Regions from separate parts of the Mus musculus genome. Here all the other regions are linked to region 6. A link is a contact called in public HiChIP or PLAC-seq and promoter capture Hi-C data. All regions are on one chromosome and are shown on one strand. The core of a region is the stretch at or near the end of the contact, and the rest is flanking DNA. Distances in the headings are between cores, read along the strand shown.

Region 1 (3,590 bases), core at 116-2,615, 2.4 Mb after region 6:
TATATGAAATGTAATTAACTTTATAGTATTTTATAATGATTTTTAAAGATTTGCTGCCAACAGGCATTTTTAAGTCAAAATGAAATATCGATCAGTAATTGTATTCATTTTCTCTTCATTTGTGAATTTTAGGTAAATTATAGAATCGTTTCAAACCTACAACGTTTGAGATTGCTCTGTTAAGTTCTTCCTCCGCAGCTTATAGTTCGGAGTCTCAATATGCAGAAAATAGTCCCTGACATAGCGGATGGGTTCATAAGTCCCTCCCAGGTTCTCACACTGAATGGTGTTGATGATATGGCAATAGAAGTTCATTTTGCTACATTTAGTATTACTGAGTAGCTAAGGTGTCTAGGACGGTGTATAATTTTTTGTCTTTACTGTTGTAAGGATTCCGGTGTCCAAAATGTTCTCAGTCCCAGTCACTATGCCTTTAAGACTGACGAAATGCTTTTAGGTACTGATGCTGCAGGATCGTGTGAATGAGCTGCTTAAAGCGCCTCCCTCAAAGTGGAGTGGGAAGCAGCTCCCCCCACCCCCCGCGACCCCGCTCTGGAGTTCAAGCCACACCTTCCCCCTATCGGCTGGGTGCAGGTGGCCAAACCCTCAGGACCTGGCACCACTGCTCTGTGGCTTGTCCTATCCTCGTGTCACGTGACATGGGTCAGCTGCGCAGTCGAGACCCTCAAGCAAGGCGGGTGCAAACGCCTAGCACCGGGACCCAGGAATCTAGTCTTTCCGTCACCCCCCCCCCCCACTCCCCAACCAATCCTCCGAACCATCCCGGAAAAGGGGGAGGCCGGTGACGTCACCATCCGGGCACTGGATGGTGGGGCCATGGTTCACAATGGAACAAAAACAAGCAGCCCTAGTCAAACTAGCGACGCGGCTGCAGCTTGCGTGCTTATTAACCCTTTCCTGTCCACATCCCTGCCATTCCCGACAGTCAGTCCCTTTGCCCAGGCCGCATGCCGGATCTCTCCCTTCCCCCCACTCCACCCTCCTCTTTGGAGTGGTCCGAGTCCTTCGTCAGCTCTCGGTTCGGTCCCCTACGGTTTGTAAGGGTCTCTGGCTCCCTCGCATGACCCCCTGCAGTGGCCGTCCGGAAGCGATGGTACGATCTTTCCCTAGCATTGTCTTCCCCTCCCCCACCCAGCTCGCAGTGTTCCAGGCGACGGGGCCTTGTCTGGGCCCCCTAGTGGCCCACAGCGCTCTTCCTTTCTTTCCCTCAACAGCCTGAGGTGGACAGGGAGAGGGGGCAGCTGGCCCAGAGGGGGGCTGGGCAAGGGGAGGGGCCGGGCCGGGCGCTGAGGGCGGGGCTTGGAGGGGGAGGGCCCTGATGGGGGCGGAGAAGCGCTGAGCCTTGGGCGGTGCTGAGACTAGTGGGAGTCTGCGCTGCCGCTGCTGTTGCTGCCGCCGTCGCCGCCGCCTCCGACACTGCCACCGCCACCGCCACCACCACCGGCCGTGCGGGTTTTCTTTCTTTTTCTTTCTGTCTTTTCTTTTCTTTCTTGATTTGTTGGGTTCGCCATATTGACGAGGCTGTGGTACCCAAGGCTGCGGAAGCTAGAGTCCGCCGGTGGCGGAGCCGCAAGCTCTCGGTAAACGGCCCATTGGGGCCCTCCTCCCTGTCCCAGCGAACCCCCTCCCTGCCTGCACCGGCTCCCAGGCCTCGCGGGAGTCGGCCGCCGCCGCCTCGCCCTCCAGGGAGGCGGCCGCCTTTACCGCCCCAGGGCTTGGGGTGGGTGACGGGAGTGAGGACAGGAGCGGTAGCTAAGCGAGCAGGCCTGGAGTGGGGGGACAGAGGCGGCGACTAGGGGAAGGTGAAACTGCCGCTGCAGGAGGAGGAGCAGGAGGAGGTGACGCAGGAGAAACGCACCGCCCGGAGCTTGTCTGAGCTCAGCGCCCGAGCCTGAGGGGAGAAGGGGGAAGAGGGCTGCGGCCGGCCGAGAGGGAGGCGGCGGCCGTGGTCACCGCTGCCCTAGGGCGGCCAGGGTGAGGGCCAGACCCCTGGTCGGTACGCGTCGCGCGTCGCGAGCCCGCCCGCCATCCGCAGCCTCTCATATTTTTGTCCCTCGCCAGCCCCCGGCTTGGGATGCTCCCAGGTTAGGCCCGGTCCCGGGATCGAGCTTTTGCATCTCGTCTCCCGCCTCCGCGTGGCCCGCTTCGTAGGAGACTCCCGGGTTGTGTTTGGTGAGTACCGAGCCCGGCGGCGCCCAGGGCCTCCGGCTGGCTGGAGGGCTGGGGAGGACGGCGCGAGGGGGTGTGTGTGCGTAAGCGGTCCTCCCTTGGGGGCCTGGCTGCCGGGGTTGGGGGTCGCCCCGAGCCCCGGCCGTCGCGGGCGCGCGCGAGCCTCCGTGGTGCGCGCGGCCGGCGTCCCGCGAGCGTGTGTCCGTGTCCGTGAGTGAGCGTGGCGCTGTGTGTGCGTGTGTGTTTTGGACTGGCAGGGAAAATGGCTGACGGCTCCGGCCCTCCCCCTTCCTCCCCCTTCCCTGCCTGACGGGAGTGGAGAGGAGGAGGAGGAGGAGAAGGAGGAGGATGGAGACTCCGGCGCGCCGTGCCGCCCCTCCACCCGCGCGGGAGGTCGGTCGGGAGCGCGCGGGGGCGCGGGCACGGCGCGGGCGGGGGCGGGGACGGTTGGTTCGCGCGCCCCTTAACCCGGCGGCGGACGCCCTCGGCCTGTTCCACTTGACACCGAACGCCATTACTGAGGTGGAGTGATTTGGAGCGGGAGCGCTAGGCCCCGGCGACGCCTGGCTATCAGGCCCGCGGACGAGTTGGCCTCCTCGCCGCCCTCCCGCGATAACCCGCAGTCGCTCAGCGGCCCAGTGCCCTGAGAAGGCCGAGCCGGTTATCGCTCCCCCACACCTCCCTCGCCCCCTCCGGCTGCTCACGGTGGGCCAAAGGCCCGGAAGGATGTTTTGATGCCGAAATCGCTTCCAAGCGACAGTAGACCGACCACCTTTGTATTTTTAGCTGTTCCTGAAGGAGGAGGAAAAAACGAAGACGAAGAAAGGAAATACTAGTATGTGCAAGTTTGTAACTGATAAAACCTTGAGATGCTGGTGATGTGAGGCTGCAGGCTTGATAAATGGCTTGTTTTTCATTCATTGTGAAATATTTAAGTTAAACAGGTGCGAAGCTGGGGGTTTTGTTTCTGTTTGGATTTCTTCAGAGACTGGAAGATAAGATTTTTAGATACGACGTGCTTAAATTATTTTGAAAGTTCTGTAGTTAACACCGTTAATTGAATTTTCACAGCCACAGTTTACAGGTGTGTGTAATTGCCACAGAGGGTCGTTGATTGTAAATGAAGGAATTGTGGGGTTTTGGTAATATTTTTGTTTCTGTTAGTAGGAGAGGCACTCGAAATAATTTTTTTTTAACCTTAAAACCCACCAGCCTTGCATCTCTCTTTTTTTGTATAATTTGACTTATGAAGAATTATTTTGGGTGTACTTACGTGGGAACTCTGTAGCCAGTAATAAAAGAGCTCATTCGCTTCATTTATTATAAGGATTGGTTAACCATGACTAGGTTTGACACTTGAGCTTAATTAAAAATAGATACTACAAACTCTTCTTTAGATC
Region 2 (3,521 bases), core at 725-3,224, 2.9 Mb before region 6:
CTGACTAATATACAAGCTGAGAGAAAAAAATATAAACGCTATTGCAGTAAAACTTCAACACCTTGAATATAGAAGAAACTCTTGAAACTTGAAGTGAGAGGCCAAAAGCCAATACAGAGAATGGACAGACAATGTAAAGAAAGCCATGTGTTATTTATTTTAATTTGTTTGTTTTGAGACAGGATCACACTCTGTAGCATGGGATGGCGTGTGTGTGTGTGTGTGTGTGTGTGTGTGTGTGTGTGTGTGTATGTCTGAGTGTGTAGCTCAGTGCAGAGTGCCTATTTGGCATGCACAAATCCAAGGGTTTGATTTTCATCACTACTAAAACCAAGCAAACAATGACAACAGGAACCCCCCACTAACTTCCCTTGAGAAGCCTGTACCCATGTCCGTTGGTGAGAACTGTCTCGCTGTCTCTCTCTGTTTATGTGTTTGTGCTTAGATCTATGTTTAAACACACATTCTTTCTTTTCTCTTTCCTTTCCTTTCCTTTCCTTTCCTTTCCTTTCCTTTCCTTTCCTTTCCTTTCCTTTCCTTTCCTTTCCTTTCTTTTCTTTTCTTTCTTCTTTCTTTCTTTCTTTCTTTCTTTCTTTCTTTCTTTCTTTCTTTCTTTCTTTCTTTCACAGAGCTCTGGCTGGACCACTAAAGGTGTGTGCCACCATACCCAAATAAAAACTGTTTCTTAGCTGGGCAGTGGTGAGGCCAGCCTGTTCTACAGAGTGAGTTCCAGGACATCTGGGCTACACAGAGAAACCCTGTCTTGGAGAAGAAAAAAAAAAAAAAAAGAACTGTTTCTTAATAAACTCCAACTTTCCAGTTCTAGGACAGCCAGGACTATACAGAGAAACCCTGCCTCAAAAAAAAAAATCTATTCACTAACAAAAGAAAAAAATCTGATAACACAACTTGGATGAATTGCAACAGCCAAAAGCGAAAAATAAATGGAAATACAAAAGGAATACATTGAATCACATTCTACAATAGACAAATGTACTATAGCACCAAAAGAAACAATGTTGTTCTGGCTGTAGAAAGAGGATGGATTGAAAGAACCTTTAAGGAGTGATGGAAGTGTTCTCCCTGGATTGTGACGACATAGGTGTCTGAAAAGTCTAAGAATGGTATCGTTTTAAATGACTGCATTTATATTGAGAGAGAGCCTATATCAATAAAATCTTTCAATTTACAAAGGCCCTGCTTGAATATATTTCCCATAGCAGGGAAATCATTTCATTTCTATGAGAATACACTGAGCAACACTTGCTTTCAGGTCGGCGATGGTTAGAGCGCTTTTAAATCCTTGTTTCTGATGTTTTGTTTCGGCGTTGGGGAGCACAGCCAGAACCTTGAGTGTGCTACCGGACTCTTTTCCATGGAGCTAGCTTTTGTTTTTATTTTTAATGGACTTTTCTGGTTTTGTTTTATTCGCTACTGTTCTCCTCGTGAATTTTTAGCTTTCTCAATGACTAGATCTTTTCCCTAATATGAGATAAAGCACTGTGTTAATAAAAATCATTGTCAGACCTTTTTTTAAAAAAAAATGAGGGGTGGGTGGTCAAGGACTTTACGTGAGGCGGGATTCCCCTTTGGGGTCACCCGTAGGAGGGCCGGAACAAGACCCGAGGAAGCTTCCGCTTTCACTTCCTTGATTATTAAGTCACTTTCTCTTTAAAGGAGCGTCGCGGAAGGGTAATTTTCCGTCAGAGGATTACTTCCCTCCCGACGAGTCCACCCAAGATACAGGGATACCATAATGTCGCATAGCAATGAGTAATCTATAAATGCTCAAAAGCCATAACAGACAATTTACAATTCTGTAAAAATCAAAGTAAAATTTGTCTGACCTTTGAGCATCATTCTCTTCTTTCCATCTCTAAAATGCTGAACATTTGAATTAGGTTTCTTCCCCTCCAATTACTGGTCAGTGGTTCGCTCCGACCTTAGCACTGACAGGCCGCAGAAGCTGCGGCTGCGCACAAAGCTTGCGGGGGATGGGGGGAGGAACATGGCGCAAGCTCTGTCTGAAGAGGAGTTTCAACGGATGCAGGTGCCGCTGGATGTGGGGAAGACCACCCGTCTAGTAGACTGGGGGCGGGGTAGAGACAAGACCAGCCATCGGTTCTGAAGATTTGGTTGGAATGGGTCTTAAGTATAAGGGGGTGGTCTGGAGAAGGGAAACCGAGGCTCTGAGTGGCGATCTTAGTGATTTCGAAGATTCTATGTGGGTTCTGAAGGTTGGATTCTTTTAGCTTTTCAAAAGGAATGTAGAACGTCTTTAGGCGATACCTTTCTCAGTCCGGAATCGGGATGGGATCTTTGGGTCCATGTGTAGGGCATACCATTAAATGGTGATGATGTTAGACTTTAAAGGATGGAGATTCTGAGGAGAAATTATTTGGTCGGGAGAGAAAAGAAGCAGGCATTTGCGTCATGGGGAGGGGGGAAGCCTCTGGTTATTTGACAGGACAAGACCATGAACTACTGGGAGGTGGAAAGTTTGTGGGAGATACCAATACTACTAAGCCAGGGGAGTAGGGAAAGACCGTGGATCTCTTCCCTAGAGTTGTTGTGCCATTGATGCTAGAAGATCCTAAGAGGAGGGGTTGGCATAATTGCATGGATTGGGATGATTCCTTTAGACCCAGGGTGATGAGCATTCTGAGTAGGTAATACCATTAACTCAGATTAGAGGAAGGGCCGGAGGATATTTATAAACTGATACTTTGGGAGTTCAGGGAAGGGGACATCACTGGGTTTGGGGGAGTAGTCTGACCTGGTCCTCTGACTTGTTGATCCTTTTCCAGGCATCTCGAGAGGGAATAGAAGCACTGCATAATGAATGGACACTTAGTGAGGGAGCCTTAGTGGGAAAGACTGAAATGGGGAAACCTTAGAGTCCTATAGGTTGGGGGCAGAACACTTGAGGGAGCAGAAATATTCGATTGGCCTGGGAGCTAGTTAGTCTGCTTGAGGGACACTGAAGATGTAAGAGTGAGCTCATTGGACCATAAATGGGGAGGACCACTGGAAATTGCAGAAGATTCTGAATAAAACTAGTTCAACTGGCCCGCCCAAGGGCATTTGAGAGATCCTGAAGGACAGACATAATGTCACCCCCATTGAAGACATCTTGTAAAAAGTGGATAGATAGATACTTGAGCAAGGAACGTTTATCCTATTTGAGCCATGTGTAAGGAGATACTATTGGGCTTTGGAGAGGGACTTCAAGGTGAATAGAAAGGTATTCCAGTTGGCCAAAGATTAGGAGAAATGCTATTGGGGTCCTGAAGAGAACAGAATAAGAAAGATCCTATAGTAGCTAAGCCTTCTGATCTGATCTGGAGCAAACCAGTGTGCTGAGAAAGGTGGAGCTGGTACTTTGAGAGGGACATAAAACCAGGGGTAGTGGACAGTGGGTGGTTCTGGGAAGAATCAGATTTAGGGCTCTCCAAGGCTGGTGGATATACATGTATTGTGTGAAGTGGCCTGTGCTGCACTTCCTCTTAATTCTATACTTA
Region 3 (3,794 bases), core at 236-2,735, 2.6 Mb before region 6:
GAAAGGCAGAGACAAGCTGATCTCTGAGTTCTAGGACAGCCGTAGTCTGTCTCAAGGAAAAAAAAAATCCCTGTCTCGGGGGTGAAAAGTACAACTCAATTCGAAGGGATCTGCTCTCAATTCAGGAACATGTAAACAATACATGTGGTAGGTAAGCCCCGACAATGACTCTTGGTCACCAAAATTATTGTTCAAGAGAAGCGGATTTAAAGTATACACATTTTTTTGCTTCAGAGCACATCCCTTCTTCAACGTAATTTTAGAAGCCATTTTTAAAAAATCAAAATATGTCACAAAACCACTTGATGCTAGGTGTATGCTGTCAGTAGCCAATGCCATCTTTTAAGGATGGTTTTTTTCTCCTCCCATCATACGACTCAAATCTAAAACAATCCTAATAAGATGCTCTAGATGGTAACCTAAGAACACACAAACACTTCAAAAGAAAAAAAGATCACTGCGTACATATACACTGATCCTTTTTTATCCAAGGCCCAGCAGAGACTAATCCCTCTCCTCCGAGGCCTCTCGGTTCCCGGAGCCTCTAACCTGCGTCTGGAACGCCTTTGAAAGCCCCAAGAAGTGGCCTGCAAATACCATTTGCAGTGCCAGCAGCCGCACTCCTCCCCACCGCAGCTCCGGCTCACACTTGTGGAATCTCTTCTCAGCGCTCTACTCGAGGCCGAGGAGCCCGCCCAGCACGCACAAGTCACCCCTCTTTTCCTGCACATGGAGGAGCCGAGCCCTCCTCTCACCGAGGCCCCCCCACCAAGTCCCGCTTTCCGGGGAGACTCGTCTACCCGAAAACCCTGCCCCCATCTCGCCTCGATCCCTTTCCCACCTAGAGTCGCCGGCTCCCCCATTTTGAGAAGGGGGTCCGTTCCACTTCTTCCTCCCCTTCCGGCGTCTCCCGTGGAAACCGAAAGGGTAACGGTCACTGAGAGCCGCCTTTTCCCGCGCGTGGCCGCAACCTTCTCCTTCAGGACTCTCTCTCACGCGCGTAGGCGCGCCGGCCAGCCGCGCGCGGCCGAGAAACCCCGCGCGCGGCCTGCGCAGCCCCGCGCCCCCCGCGGCCGAAGCACGCGCCCCCTCCCCTCAGCCCCGCCCTGCCCGCGCGCCGGGCCCGCGCTCTCGGCCCCCACGTTTGCCGCGCCGGCCTTCCAGCTCCAGGCTCCGTAGCTCCGGACGCCTGGCCTGGAGCCCCGGCCACCTTCCCTCCATTCTACTCGGCCGGGCCAGTAGCTCGCGTCTCTAGCACCACAGCTTCACCTTTTAAATTTTCCGCCATCTTTCTCCACAGCTAACAACATTCGGGCCTAACCGGCCTCGCGAGAAGAGAGCGCGCGCGGGCGTGGCCGGGGACGCGCAGTCGATTGGCCGCTCCTCGCCGCTCGCAGCTCCGGCTCGGACCAACCGCGGAGCTGTGCCTGGACTCCTCCCGTCACCAGGAGTGGTCTCGAGAGCCCGTGCTCGCTGCCTTTATTCAGAGTGCGCCTGCGCAGTAGCAAAGCTTGCCTTTGCTCCAGGACCCGCCCCTTGTCAGTCATATTGCTAGCCAATCGCGGCGTCAGCCAGTCATAAAGGGCTTGTTTTGTGCAACCCCAATTCTGCCAGTCATTTATTTTAACCTCGCGCAGGCATTCACTGCCAGGGTGGACCTAGAGCCATATATATAGGTGCTCAGCCAGTCACCTGATTGAAATAAATAATAAGTCGGTCGCCGCCATCAGATGTCCGTTTCCATCACTCGCTTCTTCATTCACACTCAGTCAATAGTAGCATCCATCTGTGCCCTGCAGCCGTCTGAGTTCATAGAAGCACAACCCTTGTCAGGCAGCCTGCTATTCCCTCAAACTGTCCCCATCACATTGTTAGCCAGGCAGCCCTTTCTCCATCTTCCTTGAAGGAGACGTCTCAAACTCCAATGGCCACCCATGTCCCGAAGTGGACTGGGATTAGGTCAGGACAAATTATTGTCAGCACCCATGTAAGAGCCACACCCAGCGACAAAGTGCTGGAGGAGGGAGACAGGAGCCCCAAGCTTGCTCTTAGAGGACAGAACCCATTCCTGTAAGCTGTCCTCTGTTCACACCTGCACTTTGGTAGGTGTATACACACATACCCCAAATAAATTTAATATTAAAAAAAATACAATGAGATCAATCAAGGATGATGCTTACCATTGACCTTTGACCTACATATGTGTCTGCATACACACATACACACACCCAATAAATGTAATAAGAATTAAAAAGAAAATGGATCACAATCAAGGGAGATGCCTGCTGTTGACCTCTAGCCTACATATGTGTATGCACACGTACACAGTCCACAGTAACACGCACATATACCAGAAGAGTTAGAAAGAGCCAGGATTTCGCAAAGTGCAATTATTACAGATTTACAGACGTATTCATATCTCTAGTGTCAACAAGACATGAGAAACCCTATACTGCACAGCAGGAGGACAGAGTTACGTGCTACACAAACTTCAATGTGGCCCATCAATTATTTTTCTAAATCCATTTCACTAAATATCAGCTTAAAGTAATTTGGGCATCAGTAGTTATCATGAAATGCTTCCCTGACTTATCTTTTTTTTTTTTTTAGATTTTCTTTTTTTTTCCTTTTTTTAAAAATTGGTTATTTTATGTATTTACATTTCAAATGTTAAACCTTTTCCCTATTTTCCCCCTGGAAACCTCCTATCCCATCCTCCATCCTCCCTGCTTCTATGAGGGTGCTCCCCTACCACCACCAAACCACTCCCGCCTCACCACCCTAGCATCCCCTTACTTGCTGGGGCATCGAGCTTCCACAGGACCAAGGGCCTCCCCTCCCATTGACGCCAGATAAGGTCATTCTCTGCTACATCTGCAGCTGGAGCCTGCCTTATCTTAATGGCTTTGTTTATCCTATAGGTTTGGAAAGTATGCTGAGGCCCTGTGCCCTACCACCACTGAAGTTGACTAAAATGGCTGTGGTCAAGTCAAGCTGGGTTCCTATAATGACTCTATCTTTTCTCATTTCCATTATGGGTCAATCTTCTGAAGTGTTAGGTTCCTCAGAGAGACTTGGATTCTATCAGGATACTTTGCAACCATGCATGTATCTGAGGGGGACGGGGGAGCTTTCCTGACAGAGCTGTTCCTCAGCTAACCCCGGGACTCATTCATTCTCCCTCTCACCTTTTCAGATAAGCAGGTAGTCAGTCTAGGTATCCCACTGACCGTACTACCTGTGGATGTTTAGTCAGAATGCTCAGTATCATGTGACTCAGCCTAGGTAGACAACCAGCCATCAGAAATAGCTGCCTAGCTGGAGGTTCCATACTCTTTGATCAGCCAGCTTGAAATCGACAAGATTACCTCTGTAATTAGAGCACCCACATTCATTTACTCGTGACTGGAAAAAGCCAGATTGGGAACAAAGAAAAAAATCTATTTAGAAAGTCGGCAAACAAAAGAAGATAGGATACTATCTCAAACGGAGACCATTTTGCTTAGAGTCTGCAGGTATAAGGCAACTGAGGGAGCTGAGGAAAGTTATCTTTCTAGTTTGAGGAGGGCTGGATGGTCATAAATTCCACAGTGGCCTGCTTTTCCGACATGTAAACTGTTATTTTCTAAAGTTTCTTTGGTGTTCTGGAGTCTGTAAATCACAAGAAAAGTTACTGATTAGCAAGTTTTCTGACTCATTTCTTGATGTCAGGAAGTTATTTAACCTTGTGATTTAAGATACCGAATGGGGCAGGGAAAAGGGGCACAAAGCACCTTTGCCAGACAATAACGTAA
Region 4 (4,014 bases), core at 308-2,807, 2.3 Mb after region 6:
TGTTAATGATTTCCTCCATACATTAAGAACTACAAAAGCCTGTGCTGTAACTATTGCTTTAACTGTTAAACATGATTTTAAAAGGCCAAGATGAGGAAACATTGTCTACTGTATTTATCTTCCCTTTTACTCTGTCATTCTTCCTTCCTTCCTGATAGCCAAGACTTCTCTGTCATTTATGTTTATCAAGATTATCATGGTTCTTATTTGCTACGCTGGGAAATCAAACCCAGGGTCCCTCCTCTCTCAGACTGTTAAGTGTGGCATATGAGACCCACCATGCCTGACTAAATTTCTCTTCAGCACTTGAGAAACATGGCAGTTTTCTTCCACTGTTTTTGCTTTCTCCTATTTTTTCTCTTTAGAGAACATGTTTTCCTCTGGGTGCTTAGGTTAGTTTCTATTAACTTTCAGAAGCTTGGCTCTGATAAACCACAGGTTTTTGTTGTTGTTTATCCTGCTTAAAAATTTCTCAGGTTTGCCCTACAGTGGTGGTGAATATGTTCAATCCCCGCACTTGAGGCGGAGGCAGGCTGGATTTCTGTGAGTTCGAGGCCAGCCTGGTCTACAAACAAGAGCGAGTTCCAGGACAGCCAGAGCTACAGAAAAACTATGTCCCAAAAAACAACAGACACACATATTCTGCATCTATATGTTTATGCCTTTTGGGCAAATTTCAGAACATTTTAGGCATTCATTCTTTGATTACTACTTTAATTTCATCTTTCTCTCTTGAAACTCTTATGATCAAAAACTTAGATTTTTAATATATTATCTTCCATGTCCCTGAAGGGCTATTCTTTTTTTCCAGTCTACTTTCTTTCCTTGCTTAAATAGAGTAAATTCTATTCTAATCGGATCAATTCTGATTTTCCCCCTAGACTTTTAGATTCTGCTATTGAGTCTAATTTTTTTTTTTGCCTGTAAGCTATTGTAATTTTCAGTTCAAAAAATTTTGAGTTTTGAGACTTTCCTCCCCATTTGTTTCAAACAAACATGCTTACAAAAAAGGGCTACAAATGACAGCTGTTTTTAAATCCTTGCCAGTTGATTCTAACAATCCTGTCACCTTAGTGAATTGTCGTTTCCCACTCAAGCTGAGAATTCCCCGATTCTCAGTATGGAGAGTATGTTTCAAAAACTGACGTTATATTAGTTAAATACTATGTTTCAGCAAGTCTCTCCTACGCAGCTCAAACTAACCAGCTACAGGCAAGGAAGGGTTAAGTTCCAGATTCCGAGAGCCGCGTTTGCTGACGTGTGCGCACGCGCACGCTCGCACCTGCGCCTGCGCTCCTGGACTACGTGTGACTGCCTGGCGGGGCGGGGCTGGCGGGGCAGGGCGGGGTGGGACAGGATGCTGGCTCCATTCTAGGCCGCTAACCGCCAGTCGCCTTGCGCTCTGTGGCGCCTCCACATTGCCTCCAGTAATCTGGCGGTAGCTAGGAACTCGTCAGCGCTGCAAGGGGGGTGAAAGTTCAGACCCCTGGCTGGGTGACGTCGGCGGAGGGGGCGGGACGCCTCGGATCTTCTTGGAGGAGGGGAAAGTCCGGGCTGTTTCAGCAGAGCCAAGGAATGGGAGGCGCCCTAGCCTCCCCGCAGGCCACAGCGCTGGGACTCCTGCCTTCCCTGCTATCTCCCTGAGGCAAGGGGTGTGTGGGAATGTCTCTTTACTGTTAGAAGGCTCGAGCTTTTCCTGCTTAAGGGTGGGGCCACACAGACTTTTGAGATTTTTTTACCCCCTTGTAGTGTTTGGCTGAAATGGAGCTGTCATTGTGCAGAAGTTTTCTGTCTAGATAGAAAAATCAGACTTTTCTTGCAGGGTGGGATTTTTGTTTATTTTGTTTTTCATTTCTCTCTCTGTGCCTGCTCTTTCTGGGGTGCTGGCTTCTCCAAAACCAGTTTGGAAGGTATGGAAACCCACGGTCATGTGTTCATCAGGTCCGGTAGCCCTCAATAGCTCTGCTTTTCACCTCCACCTTATTTTATATCGAAATTAGGCATTTTGGGTGTTCTTAGTGGTACTGGGGAAAGTGCATTTTACTCCATTTTTCTAGAAGCCCAGGGCCTAACAGTATTTTTTTTCATACGTCATCACAACCATGAAAGGATGTGTGCGGGCTTGGTAGGCCTTTTCAACTGAATGGGAATCCATAAATGAATAGGTCAATAGGAAGACATTTTAGAAAATCAGGTTCTTGGTTGGTTTTTTATTTTATTTTATTTCATTTTTTTTTGTCTTTAAAAAAATTTTGAAAAGATATATCCCTGCCAACCATGTTGTTTCCCTGCTTTCAATAGCATGTAAGAGGAAAGAAGCACTGTTTCAGGGGAAGGACAATAAAGTCAGTTCTGGGAGTTTCTATGGTTTTACTGAGGTGCGATTACTTTATAAGGATGTGTATATATTTAAAATATATGATTGCATAGAACACACATGCACGCACGCACCACTACAGCATCGCCACAACCGAAACTGTGACCAAATCTATCACCACAAAAATTTCCTAATTTTCCTTTCAAATTCCTCCCTTATCCTCACCCCAGGCAACCAGGGCTCAGGCTTTTTTTTCTTTTTTCTTTTTTCTTTCTTTCTTTTTTTTTTTTTTTTTTTTGGCTCAAGCTCTTGCCTGGTAGCCCAGGCTGGCCTCCAACTCTCTGTCTTCAGGGTTCAGCCTCCTAGGTGCTGGGATTACAGGCTTGCCATATCACACCCATGTTACTGATCTACTTCTTATCACAAAATAAATTTGTTTAGAATTTTGTAGTAATAATTATTGACTGGCTTCTTTCACACATGATAACTCACTTGCAATTCATCCATATTACTATACCTATAGATAGTTTTTCTCCCTTTTTAAAGATTGCCCTGTATGGCTGTATGACAACATGGCTATCCTTTCATTTGTTGATGGACATTCCAGTTCTTCCCAATTTGGGGCTGTTATAAATAAAGTGACTCTGAACATTCATATTCAACTCTTTCATGTAGATATATGCTTTCTTTGCTTGTGGCCAAATACATAGGAATAAAATGGCTGGATCATAAAATAGGCACATGTTTAATATTTTTCTCTCCTTTTCCCTTTCTGTATACAGGTTGGAGGTTAGCACGGAGTGTTTCTCAATCATTTTCCACCTTACATTTTAAGACATGGTGTGTCACTGAACCTGGAACTCACCAACTCTGCTAGACTGGGTAGGTAGCCAGCAATCCCTAGGGACCTCCTAGCTCTCAGCTTGTCCAGGATTTCGATTACATGCATGTATCACCATGCCCAGGTTTGTTATTTCGCTTTGTTTCTTGATGAGGTCTCACTCTGCAGCCCTGGATGCCCTAGTACTCAATAAATAGACCAGGCCTCTGTCTCTGGAGTGCTCTGATTAAAAGCATGTACCACTCATGTCCAGGTTTTTTTACATGGGTCCGGGAACAAACCTGGGTCCTCATTGCTTGCATAGCAACTGCTAAATACTTTACCACATGATTATTTCATTTGGCACATCTCCCAATGATGTATGAGAGTTCCCATTTTTCTGTATCCTTGCCACGCCCTGCACATTTCTTTGCATTTTTTGCCATTCTTATAAGTTAGAGTAGTATCTTATATTTTTACATTTCCCCAATGATAGTAATGATAACAAGTATCATTACCAAGTGCTTTTTGGCAACTTAGGTACCTTCTTCAGCAAAGTGTCTGGGTTCATTCCTTACTAGTGTTTCAGAGTTCTTTATAGATTTTAGACATAAATCTCTTACTAAAGACATGTCTCATCATTTTCAATAACCATATAATCCAGCAGTTCCACTTTCAGGTACAGATACAAAAGAACTGAAAATGAAGAGTCAGAGAAATGGTTTTGTTTTGTTTTTTTGTTTTTGTTTTTTGTTTGTTTGTTTGTTTGTTTTCGAGACAGGGTTTCTCTGTGTAGCCCTGGCTGTCCTGGAACTCACTCTGTAGACCAGGCTGGCCTCGAACTCAGAAATCCACCTGCCTCTGCCTCAGAGAAATG
Region 5 (3,691 bases), core at 395-2,894, 2.5 Mb before region 6:
TTTGTGGTCTATCTCCTTCCCCGTCTCCGTGCTCCAAGTCAGCCCAGCTACTACAGTGAGTTCTTCAGAAGCAGCCTGCTCTTCCACTCCCAGGTCACTTAGCCCCCAGATTAGGCACCTTTGAAGAGTTGGAATTCCTCATCCAGTTGCAGGAGCTTGAAAGCGCTTCGGGCCCGCCAGCCATTCTCCTTGGCCAGGCGGTAGTAGACATCCCGTTTATCCTTAGATGTCCGTCCCATCTCAGTCTGCTGGCAGACAGTGTGTGCTGATGCTGTCCTGCGCAGGTCAAAGAAAACAAAGTACAGCTAACTGAGTTCATGGGTCCCACACGACAGTCAGCTCATTCAACACATGGAACCCGAAGCCCAGGACCTTATCATGAACTCTCAGGCCCTTTTTCTGATCACATTTAGGTCCCCATCTCTGAGGGACATCACAGACTCCACAGTTAACTGACAGAGGACCCACTACTGACTCTGCTCTCTTCCAACTACTGTCACGGACACACTACACAAGTAATCTCTCTCGCAACCATTTTCTCTGCCCATTTCATCTCTATCAACACCTGACCGTCTCTAGTTATTTCCATTATCTTTAGAGTCACAGAACCCTACTACTCCCTCCATTAAGTCCTTGCTTTTCACACCTATTACCCGACACAACCTCATTCCATCTCCCATAGCCTAATCTCTCTCTCTCTCTCTCCACTCTGCAGTCCACCAATTCCATCATAGATTAAGCTTCCAGTCATTAGTTACTACCACCTTAATCCCCACTAATGCCTGGAGGACCATGACCTGTTAGGGCTCCATTACACCAATTTACCAGCTCCATTAACTCAGCCCTCCAACCAACCTCTCAAAGATCACACGAGTGGCCTTTGGGATCCTTTGCATCAATACAAAGATTACCTCTGTCACTCATATAGCTTCTATTTTGTCTTTCGTCACTGACCCCATTAGTTTAGCACTCTGCCTACGCACCTGTTATTCTCTCCAGAACCTCACCAATACGATTACTATGTAAACTGCCAAATAGCCACCACTTTTATTATTAGCCTTCATTAATTTTCCAGCAGACACAGCACCACGAGTGTAATACCTTCAAGACCCATCTTTTAGTAACATCCCTAAGACCATCTGCAGAGCCTCAAAGACCATCAGCCCATCAGAACCGCCAAATACCCTTCAAGTCGGCCCAGCAGATAGCAGATCAGTTGTGTAGCTCTATGCTGCACCCCGTTCGAGTTCACCTAACAATCTAGTTCCCTGCTCTAGGCAAGCTTCTCGGGGCTTGACTGAACTATGCAGCTGCAGTACCGAGAGTGAATCCCCTCATCCCGAGTTGGAGACAGGGCAGGCATGCCTCCAGTCTCGGTCCCTTTCAAGTCATCAGTGCCCTAGGACCTACCTCAGCTCTTGGATACAGAGCGTGGCTGTTCACCAGCCTCGAGAACAGTTTGCAAACTGAAAATTACAGACTCCAGTTGGTGTTCGGAGTGGACCCGAAGGCCTGTCGTACACGCCTAGAGGTTGTCGCCACGCGGTAAAGTTTGCTTTGTAAAACAGTTCAGTTCCACGGAGATCCAGACCGGAGCACAACGTATGACGTTAGTCTCGTCATCTTGTGTCGACATATCCCGGTCACAGGAACTTCAGTTCCCAGAATGCAACTGACATCGTCTGGCCAATAGTTTTGCAAGGCTTGTGAACCGGCTCTTTGTTCTTTGTTTCAAGGCCAGGGTCCTATAGCTGCGATCCGGAGCAAGATCCTGAGTTCTCGGCTAGTCTGGCTACACGGAGAGACCTTGACGTGGGAAACTTCCACCCCTCCCCCATCGCCCGCTCACTCAGACAAGATAACTTACTTGGCCGCCTTTTCCCTTTTACATCGGGACGGTTATTTAACCTATGTACTACATTTCCCAAAATTCAGCGGGCACGACCACGCCCATTTTTCTTTAAGTCTGGAGGGAAAGGAAATTACGCAAAGGGGGTGGAGCGTGACCACGCGAAGTGAAAAGTCTGTTGCGAAAGCAAGCTAACCTGGAGGCTACGGCGAGCAATTTTGAATTTTACTACCGGGAAGCTACCGCATACGATTTGCAATTTTGAATCCTACTTCTACCGGTTGACTGAAGTGCTTTCAATTTTGCCACCTTAGAACTTTAGTTTCCTCATCTGAAAAGAAGGGATAATCACCTATCTAGAATTCACGGTGTTAATCGGATGCACATCCTTTTCTAATTGTATATTTTCCAAATACTTTTTAATACATTTTAACCACCACCACTGCCCTCACCGCCTCCACCCGCACCACTGAAAAGCATGTCTACGGATTTGCGAGACGCACTGAGTAGAGGCTCTTGCCGCCAAATCTGACCACCCAAGTTCGATTCCCCATACACAAGGTCATGGATGGAAGAAGACTGATTCCTGCAAGTTGTCCTTTGATCCCCAACATGCGCACTTGTCACGCGCCCCCTCCCCCAAATAAATAAATAAATAAATAAATAAATAAATAAATAAACGGACGAACGAACGAATGAATAAATACATGTATGAATGAATAAAAGTTTTGTATTTTTTGTTTTTCCTTTTTCCTTCCTTCTCTCTCTTTCTTTCTTTCTTTCTTTCTTTCTTTCTTTCTTTCTTTCTTTCTTCCTTTCTTCCTTTCTTCCTTTCTTCCTTTCTTCCTTTCTTCCTTCCTTCCTTCCTTCCTTCCTTCCTTCCTTCCTTCCTTTCTTTCTTTCTTTTTGTTTTTTGTTTTTTGTTTTTTCGAGACAGGGTTTCTCTGTATAGCCCTGGCTGTCCTGGAACTCACTCTGTAGATCAGGCTGGCTTCGAACTCAGAGATCTGCCTGTCTTTGCCTCCCAAGTGCTGGGATTAAAGGCGTGCACCACCACTGCCCGGCGAATAAAAGTTTAAAGCATATATGCATGTATGAATATGTATATGTTCTTTAAAAATTCATTTTCTGAAGTGCTGAATTCAAATCCCAACAACCACTGAGCCATCTCTCCAGCCCCTATGTATGTGTTCTTGTGTGTGTGCTCATGTCATGACCTAGTGCATGAAACACAATAATTGAAAGTATTTACTGTGTATTAGGCACTATTCTAGTGCTCTCAGCAATGCGCTGGTAAATGGTTAACTGGCTTCTGGCAGGGTAGGGGATTGGGCCTGTTTGTAGCATTTGTTAGTTTCCATGGTTTACATATTATCTATCATCTGGTCAGATTTTAAGTCACCCATGTGTAGTCTAAACACAGGTGCAGCAGGACATCATTATGTATTAATTCGACCATACAAAAAGAGAAATGGCTTCAAGAACATAGGAAATGAATGCGATATAGTCAGATAACTGGGAAGTGATACATTTTGAGTATCTATTATGCATAAAAATCCTATCCACTTAATCGTTAAGTTCACAGTATTATTTTTCTTTCTCTTCCTCTCCCCATGGTTTCAACATAGGTCAAGCTGATCTCCAACCCACAAACCACTCCCCACCTGCCAAGTGCTGAGGTTTCAGCTTTTCCCACCCTAGTGTTCTGAATTTCTTATTTTATTTCTTTGAGACAGGTTCTCAGAGAGTTACTATGTAGCTCTGGGTGTCCTAGAACTCATTATGTAGTCCAGGCTAGCTTCAAATTCGCAGAGATCTGTTTGCCTCTGCCTTCTTAATGCT
Region 6 (3,529 bases), core at 624-3,123:
CTGGTAACCAGGTAATGTGTTTTTCTAAAGCTCTCTTCCTTGGCTCTTGTCTGCCATAAGGGTTAAAACAAGCCTGGACTGTTTTGAACACCTCTGTGCAGAAGAAGTGGTAAAGGTGAGGGTGAGGTCCTCTCTGGTTCATCTTAGCCTATTTCCCTATTTTTAAGGGTTCAGACTCTTGGCAGAAAATGCCTCTAAACTGTGATGAAGCCCTAAGTACTTTACAGTGTACACAGTGAAGAGTTTTACCGCCGATACCTCATTGAACCCTAATAGAACCCTTTGCCATAGCCCAAGAAGAAGTTCCTTTTTATTGCTAAAGCAACACTGGAAATTTTTCTCTCATGGGAGACACTCCATTTTGTTGACAAACAGAGGGTGGAAAAGTTTTCAAATCTGGGCATAAGAAGAGAAAGGCTGAGGTTATTGTTATGTGTCAGGTTTACACAATGCATGTTTCCCATCTACATTCTTCTTTCCACTGATCTCCTTAGCTCCACGGGGCAGATAACAAACATTATTTCATGTTTAAAAGAACATGGGACACTGAATCAGAAGGATGAGTAGCTGTCGTTCCAAATCAAGCTGGCTGGCTGGCTGGGACTGTGTCTCCATACATACATACATACATACATACATACATACATACATACATACATAAGAAAGCATTGGAAGCATGGGTTATGATCTAGAACCAGTAAACCAGAGGGAGATGGAGATTTGCCAGTCTGGGTTCTAGAGTTACCAATGACTTTTCTGTCTGTTATCAGCTCTTGTTCCCTTCAAAATTGAAAAGAGACATGATTTTCGGTAGACAGTACCAGTCCTTCAAGAAAAAACAAACAAACAAACAAACCCACATGCATAAGTGTCTCTCCTTGTTTGGGGCGCTTTTTTGTCTTGCAGGGGAATGCCATACTAAAACTTCCCCCCGAAGACTTTAGTGGGAAGAAATTTAAAATTAGAAGCCTGAGTCATCTTATCTGGAGGAATGGAAGAGCTGACTGGAGGTTGAGGGATGTGGCAAAGGAAATGAGATGGGAAATGAGTATGGGCTCAGGGCTGGGAACCTGAAAGAGGAGTTTCAAGTGTAAAACTTGAAAGGTAGATCCAGGGCTATGGTACACAGCTTAGGCTTATTAAGTAACCCTTGCTTAAGAACTATCTTTTGAAAGGAGCACTTGACACACACTCCAGAAAGTTATTGGGTATACTCCCATTTTTTTTCTTTAAATGATAAGATATACCCAACACCAGTCCTAACTTCTGCCACCTTCTCCTAGTCTTTTTGATAGCCAAAAGGGCCACAAGGCCCAAGTTCACACTCCATTGCCATGCTCTTATCTCTTGGTGGGGGACACAAAACTATAGATCAGATGACCAGGGTGCTCTTCATACCTGGCAGCAGTAGTAGGAAAGACCCCGCCAGGAGGGAAGCAAATGCCTCAGTGTTCCCATCCCCCTGCAGCTGACCACGACCTGGGCCGTGGAGGGAGCACCCCATGTCCACGTGCATCCGGCATGTCCTGCTAACTCTTCTTACATAAGATTCCCAAGTATGGAGTCAGGGCAGCTGTGAATCCCTCTTACCCGACGTCTAATAATAAATCGAGGCTAAATTTCCGGACTGCAGTCACTCTAGGTTCAGGATTGAGGGGCTCTTTTGCAACCCGGACACACAAGCATTCCGGTCATCCCACCCGGAGAGTGCGCGCCAAGCCCGCCCAGCCCGCGCGCGCCAGTCCGCCCTCTGGTTTGGACGGCGGCTCCTTGGGCTCAGTGCCTCGCCCTCCCTCCCCCAAACAGCTTGTTCTGGGTTTGGTGCTGGGGTGCGGCCGCTCCATCCTCCCAGCCCTACCCTGCCTTGCCCTGCTGGGCCGCCCTGCCTTAGCCCGGGTATCAGGCGAGAGGCGGAGCCACCCGGCGTGCCCCGCCCCCGCGGTAGAAAGGGTTGGGCGAGTGTTACTCGCGGTCAGGGCTGGGACCTTTTATCTGTGCTGCTGGAGGAGGTAGGAGGAGGAGACATCAGGGGTGGTCCTGGGCGCCTGGGACACCTTTCCCGGACTATAAATTGAGCACCTGGAATGGGCAGGGGGCCGGAGCAACCACAGTCGCCCTTACTCACAGTCCGATCAGTGACCGCAGCAGCGCCCTTGGGCAGCCACCGTCCGCAACGCAAGCACTGAGAACCAGGGGATTTCGCAGTGCAAGAGGTGGGTGTCCCCGCCCTTTGGCAGCCCGGGCTAATATGGTTGCTTTCGCTTAGGTTTTAGAAGGGAGAAACCAGAGAGTCCGGGATGGGGGAGATTTTTTTCTCCTTTTTTTTCAAAGGTCTTCTGCTAGTATTGGAGGAGGTGATACCGGCTGGTCCCAAGGAACCACCCTTGTGCCTTCTCTGGCCAGCCTTGGTCAGGGTGGGAGCATCGCGCGGACCGGATGCCGGGCATCCTAACCGGGTGGGTAATTTGTTCTTTTCGTCTCTGTCTCCCAAGCAGAAAAAGGCTAGACCCAGCCACCCACCGTCAATCCTGAGCCAAAGATAAGAGCAGCCGGGCCTCACGAAGGGCTGAGCTGAGAAAGAAGCAAGTTAGAGAGGGCGGAGAAGGATCTGGGAATCCCGTCACACCGGCTTCAAGCAGGCTCCCGGCATCAGCCTCTGAGAGCGCTTGAAGGCGGCATCGCCAGCGGTCTATCTCCGTGTACCAGCGTCCCTGTGTTTCCGCGCCCGCTCGGCCACCATGATGCAAATCTGCGACACATATAACCAGAAGCACTCGCTCTTTAACGCCATGAATCGCTTCATTGGCGCGGTGAACAACATGGACCAGACGGTGATGGTGCCCAGTCTGCTGCGCGACGTACCCCTGTCCGAGCCGGAGATAGACGAGGTCAGCGTGGAGGTAGGCGGCAGTGGCGGCTGCCTGGAGGAGCGCACGACCCCGGCCCCAAGCCCGGGCAGCGCCAATGAAAGCTTTTTCGCGCCCTCCCGGGACATGTACAGCCACTACGTGCTGCTCAAGTCCATCCGCAATGATATCGAGTGGGGAGTCCTGCACCAGCCTTCGTCTCCGCCGGCCGGGAGCGAGGAGAGCACCTGGAAGCCCAAGGACATCCTGGTGGGCCTGAGTCACTTGGAGAGCGCGGATGCGGGCGAGGAAGATCTGGAGCAGCAGTTCCACTACCACCTGCGCGGGCTGCACACCGTGCTCTCCAAACTCACCCGAAAAGCCAACATCCTCACCAATAGATACAAGCAGGAGATCGGCTTCAGTAATTGGGGCCACTGAGGCGGGGGCTGTCCCCGCTGCCCAGCACCCTCTCTCGGGTCGGCTCTACCACCCCTCTCTTTCCTCCAAGCTATTTTCTTCCTGGTTGTGGGGCGCGAAGGGCACACTGTAAAGTTGGGCTGTGTACTTGGTGGGGTTAGTGTGGAGAAGAGGGCCTCATCGCGAGAGCAGAGGAAAGTAGTCGCCAGAGAGGGGGGTTCAAAGACCCCCGGAGGGGGCCTACTCTGTGTTGGTGGGAATGG
Region 7 (3,873 bases), core at 155-2,654, 2.6 Mb after region 6:
TTATTGTTTCCGTATCTCTTTAAAAGTTCAGTTTCAATTTTACAAACTGGAAAAGTAGAAGAGTTTGTACAGTAAACTATGTGATGAGAAGTAATTGTTTGAATTCTGGCAGCAGAAGGCCCCTGGTGGGGGGGTTGGGTTTGGGGTTGAGGTGGGGGGGGTGCTGAGTCCTGTGTTTTATTTGTGAAACTGAGGGTCAGAAAGGAGTATCTTTTAGGTAACTTGTGTGCTGCCATTGCCTAAAAGCTGAGGGCTCAATATATTCTTTTGGTTTTGTTGTTTAAGGGTATGTGTTTTTGAAGCTGAGTCTTGGGGGGTGGTCCGCCTAGAAGCGGGGTCCACCAGAATCGGCCCGTTTGATGACAGACCCCTTTTTCCTCCATATTCTGTCTAGTGGAGAGAGAGGCCTGAGGCAAGTTATCTCGGTCAGGGAGACACAGGTTGTGTCCAGTCACACATTCTCGCCTCCCTGGGGTCCCTTACTGTGCCAACAGCCACAGGCTGGTGCCAGGAATGCCACGCGGAAGGACACAGGGGCCTACAATAAGTGACTCTTTCACAAACGAGAGAGGCTCCGGGTCCCGGGAGGGTCCTGGATTGCCGGCTCTAGATTCGCGTGAGATAGTTTTATTGTTCCTTCAGAGTGGGGCTGTGGGAGTGATGCTATCTATAGGCAACGGCGATCTGAAGCCTACAGCAACCCGCACATCCCCTACAGTCCCTGCTCAGATGGACTCGGGTCACCATGCAGCCTTCCACCTTTCTGCTTCTCATTTCTAGTTCCCTTCCCCCTTTCTCCTCCCCGCCCTCCCGCAGTTTTCCCGTCCCTCCCTCCCATTCCCAGCACTAGTCAAGCGAGTTTCCCTTCTTCACAAGATGGCCACCTTGCTGGACACCCACGGTCACGTGATCCCACTGCCCTCCACGCAGAGCCAGGGCTCATTAGTTAGGCCAGACAAAGCCCACTGCATCATCTCCACGCCCGGGGACGGAGAGGAAGGGACGAGTGCTAGAAAGAAGGACGAAAACTGGGTACACAGGGGAGGAGCAGCCAATCAACCTAGTTTAAAGCTTAGGGCCTTAAGGCTAGAGGACGGTCAGCAATCATTTCTCGCGAGATCTCGAGAAAACAGTAAGATTAGGGGACCGGTGGAGACCAGGGGATAGCAAACCCAGGAGAACCAGAACCACATATACCCAAGGCTTCTTTATGAGCCGACGAGGACGCGGGTAACTGGACTGATTAGGAAATCTCACGGGACTCAGCCGAGCAACGCACCGTAAGCAGGCAGAGCTCCTAACGGCAGTGGCCGGCCGCCCGGGAGAGGAGGGCACACGTCTTACGTGCTGACGTAGCAGTCCTCCGAGTCGGTATATAAGGTCGGTGGCCGCGCGGTGCGCTTCAAAGCCGCAGTTCTCCCGTGAGAGGGCCTTTGCGGTAGAGGCAGCCTTTGCTCAGCAGCGGAAGACTCCGATTTCTCGGTACTCTTCAGGGATGAGTCATGTGGCAGTGGAAAATGCGCTCGGGCTGGACCAGCAGGTGAGCCTGAGCCGCGGGGGTCGCTGCATCACTTTGCCCCCTGCCCTAGCCTGCCTTGTGGCGCAGCTCTTTAAGTTCTGCTTTTTGCCTTCCCGTCTCCCTGGACGGCTCGGGCCGGCGGGTGGCCAGTGGCTAGGGGCTCTGGAGGGACTGGATGCTTGCGGGGGGAGTGCTAGAGCCGGTGATTCCTCCGGCTCGGCTCGGTGCGCGGTATTGTCCCTGGCCCGAGCACAATGGCGGCTTTTGTGTCTGTGCGCAGGCGAGCGGAGGGGGAGGGGGCGCGCGCATTCGGGCGCACGCGCGTCCCCTGGTTGATTAGTGACCCGCAGGTGGGGATCGGGGCGGTCGGGGGGGGGAGATTGCCCCGCGTGGCGTGGCGGGGCCCGGGTGGATGGTTTTGGCCCCGGATTTCCGGGGCTTTGGGCTTCCATGGCCCCAGTGGCTGTGGTTTGGAAATTAGGGAGCTGGCGGCGGCGCGCGGGCTGGCCGAGTGGCCCCGCGGCGCTGGAATGTGGGAGGGGGCGCCGCGGGAGGGGGGCTGGCCTCTGCGCGGGCTAATGGCGGCGGCCTCCTTTGTGTGGCGCAGGCCGGCGGTGCTGCGCGGTCGCCCCCCCACCCCCATCCCCATCCCCCCGGGTCTGCCCGCCAGCGGGTTCGCCTGCAAGCCAGCTGGGTTGCTTCGGCCCCGCCGGCCCGGTGCGTCGCGGCAGGGGAGGCCGCGGTTCCCGAGTGGAAAGTTTTGTGACGCAGAAATTTCAGGGCGGATTGGGCGGGGGGAGGAGGGGGAGGGAGGCCAGGGCCGCTGCGTGCGCACTTGCGCCGGGCTTGGCGGTGACGCGAGCCACCCGGCGCGGCCCTTGCTCAGCCTTAGGCTCCAGGAAACGACCGCGCGGCCCGAGCCGGGCACGCCCGCCCTTTACCTGGGCGCAAGGGAGGACCACGCGCCTTGCGAGTGATGGCCCACTCTGGGATCCTCTAGAGGCAAAATGCCCAGAATATGGCAACAGATAACTTGTTGCTGCCATCGAAGTAAAATTGGGAGATTGGTCAGGCCTGGTTTCTGATTACTTAATCGAGACTCCATTTCTAGATTTAGAGGCCAAGGAGATGAGGGTCTGGTGCCTTCTGCCTGACCTATGACCTGCTACAGTAAATCTTCCATGTTGTGACACATTGTAACTTAAGGGACACTGGTAACATTTTCCATTCTAAATGATACTTATACTAAAATGATACTATTGTTGAACTATATTGGAAATTATATTTCCAAGAGCCTTTCATAAGTTGGTAGTGGATTTAACTTCGAAAGCTTAGGAATTCGGAGTGGTTCAAGTTTGTAATGAGTACCAACAGTGCATTTGGCAACTTTGTTGCTTCGATTAATGTCAAATGATTAAAAAAAAAAACCTACGTAGACTAGAGAGATGGCTCATCCGTTAAGAGGACTGGGTTCAATTCCCAGCACCCACGTGGCAGGTCATGCCTGTGTAACTCCAGTTCCAGGAGATCAGACACCCTCACACTGCAGGCAAACCAGAGCACATTTAAAAAACTCGTAAAAAAAAACCAAAACTCAGATTTTAATAAACGCGGCTTTAAACGGTAGTTACAGTATCAAGGCATGGCAACATTTTTTCTAATGACAAAGAGGTTACATCTGCTTTCTGTTTTCAGGGAGCTTAGCGATACTAGTAGTTTGCAAGTATCGGCACAGATTTATCGAGTAACATTTCCTTAAAACGTAACAGTTCCAACTTTCCTGTTTTTTTTTTTTTCTTCCTGTTTTTCAATTGTGGTTTATACTCCTAAATAGATAGTAGTTATATATCGACAATATGTCTCAGTGGGTAAAGGCATCTGCCACCAAGCGTGATGACCACAGCGACCTGAATTTAATCAGCCTGGTCTTTAGTGAGTTTGAGGCTAGCTAGCCAAGGCTACATAGTGAGGGACCCCCCCTCCCACAACACACACACACACCCTCGAGCAGTGTGTAGCATTTTTGTAAAATCTTGTTAACCAGTATAAGGAGATGGGCAGACTTTGGAGGCTAAAGCCAGTAAAATGCCCTTTAGTAAGAACATCAAAGGATATTCATGACTAGTTCTGTGAGTTTACAGTAAATGTGGGAGAACAGGAATTATTCCAGTTTTATTCTGTAGTGCTAAGTGGTGAGTGTATTGATAAAATTGTCTTAGGCAGTATTATCCCAATTTAATACATTTGTGCTGTATTTGAGAGTAAAGGAACTAAATAATACCAAGTATAAAGTTGGTGCTGTTTAGAAAATTTTTAAAAATGGTTAAAATGAATCCTACACTCATAACGTGTGG

The links. Promoter capture Hi-C pulls out the DNA fragments that hold promoters and counts their contacts. HiChIP or PLAC-seq counts read pairs in DNA pulled down with a chosen protein or histone mark.
Region 1: a contact with region 6 is called in a promoter capture Hi-C map of liver, with 6 times the contacts expected there. The contact joins the promoter of Usp9x here to the promoter of Mid1ip1 in region 6. A contact is called at or near these places in 3 of 39 promoter capture datasets (liver and pre-B cells) and 1 of 484 Hi-C or Micro-C datasets (CD4 T cells).
Region 2: a contact with region 6 is called in a promoter capture Hi-C map of pre-B cells, with 2.7 times the contacts expected there. The contact joins the promoter of Gripap1 here to the promoter of Mid1ip1 in region 6. A contact is called at or near these places in 2 of 39 promoter capture datasets (erythroid cells and pre-B cells).
Region 3: a contact with region 6 is called in a promoter capture Hi-C map of pre-B cells, with 2.6 times the contacts expected there. The contact joins the promoter of Suv39h1 here to the promoter of Mid1ip1 in region 6. A contact is called at or near these places in 2 of 39 promoter capture datasets (erythroid cells and pre-B cells).
Region 4: a promoter capture Hi-C map of pre-B cells shows a contact between it and region 6, with 7 times the contacts expected there. The contact joins the promoter of 5730405O15Rik here to the promoter of Mid1ip1 in region 6. A contact is called at or near these places in 5 of 39 promoter capture datasets (the C10 cell line, erythroid cells, hippocampal neurons and 2 more).
Region 5: a contact with region 6 is called in an H3K27ac HiChIP or PLAC-seq map of embryonic stem cells, with 4 times the contacts expected there. The contact joins the promoter of Ftsj1 here to the promoter of Mid1ip1 in region 6. A contact is called at or near these places in 2 of 39 promoter capture datasets (liver and pre-B cells) and 1 of 115 datasets of contacts at active chromatin or transcription factors (embryonic stem cells).
Region 7: a promoter capture Hi-C map of liver shows a contact between it and region 6, with 2.3 times the contacts expected there. The contact joins the promoter of Ddx3x here to the promoter of Mid1ip1 in region 6. A contact is called at or near these places in 4 of 39 promoter capture datasets (the C10 cell line, erythroid cells, liver and 1 more).

The regions. Positions count from the first base shown.
Region 1 is chrX:13,070,133-13,073,722 of GRCm38.p6, forward strand. It overlaps Usp9x (ubiquitin specific peptidase 9, X chromosome), which reads left to right and starts at 1,366. Exons shown (of 45, transcript NM_009481.2): 1 at 1,366-1,601.
Region 2 is chrX:7,788,019-7,791,539 of GRCm38.p6, forward strand. Gripap1 (GRIP1 associated protein 1) reads left to right here and starts at 1,975. Exons shown (of 26, transcript NM_001290455.1): 1 at 1,975-2,050. The coding sequence starts at 2,009. It overlaps Gm39487 (a long non-coding RNA gene), which reads right to left and starts at 1,922. Exons shown (of 3, transcript XR_003953042.1): 1 at 1,848-1,922.
Region 3 is chrX:8,073,275-8,077,068 of GRCm38.p6, forward strand. Suv39h1 (suppressor of variegation 3-9 1) reads right to left here and starts at 1,486. Exons shown (of 6, transcript NM_011514.2): 1 at 1,270-1,486. The coding sequence starts at 1,288.
Region 4 is chrX:13,040,458-13,044,471 of GRCm38.p6, forward strand. 5730405O15Rik (RIKEN cDNA 5730405O15 gene) reads left to right here and starts at 1,558. Exons shown (of 3, transcript NR_038158.1): 1 at 1,558-1,652; 2 at 3,100-3,199.
Region 5 is chrX:8,250,762-8,254,452 of GRCm38.p6, forward strand. It overlaps Ftsj1 (FtsJ RNA methyltransferase homolog 1 (E. coli)), which reads right to left and starts at 1,645. Exons shown (of 13, transcript NM_001290430.1): 1 at 1,411-1,645; 2 at 119-276. The coding sequence starts at 239.
Region 6 is chrX:10,715,492-10,719,020 of GRCm38.p6, forward strand. Mid1ip1 (Mid1 interacting protein 1 (gastrulation specific G12-like (zebrafish))) reads left to right here and starts at 1,874. Exons shown (of 2, transcript NM_026524.4): 1 at 1,874-2,213; 2 at 2,496-3,529. The coding sequence starts at 2,739. The coding sequence ends at 3,287.
Region 7 is chrX:13,279,618-13,283,490 of GRCm38.p6, forward strand. It overlaps Ddx3x (DEAD box helicase 3, X-linked), which reads left to right and starts at 1,405. Exons shown (of 17, transcript NM_010028.3): 1 at 1,405-1,540. The coding sequence starts at 1,496.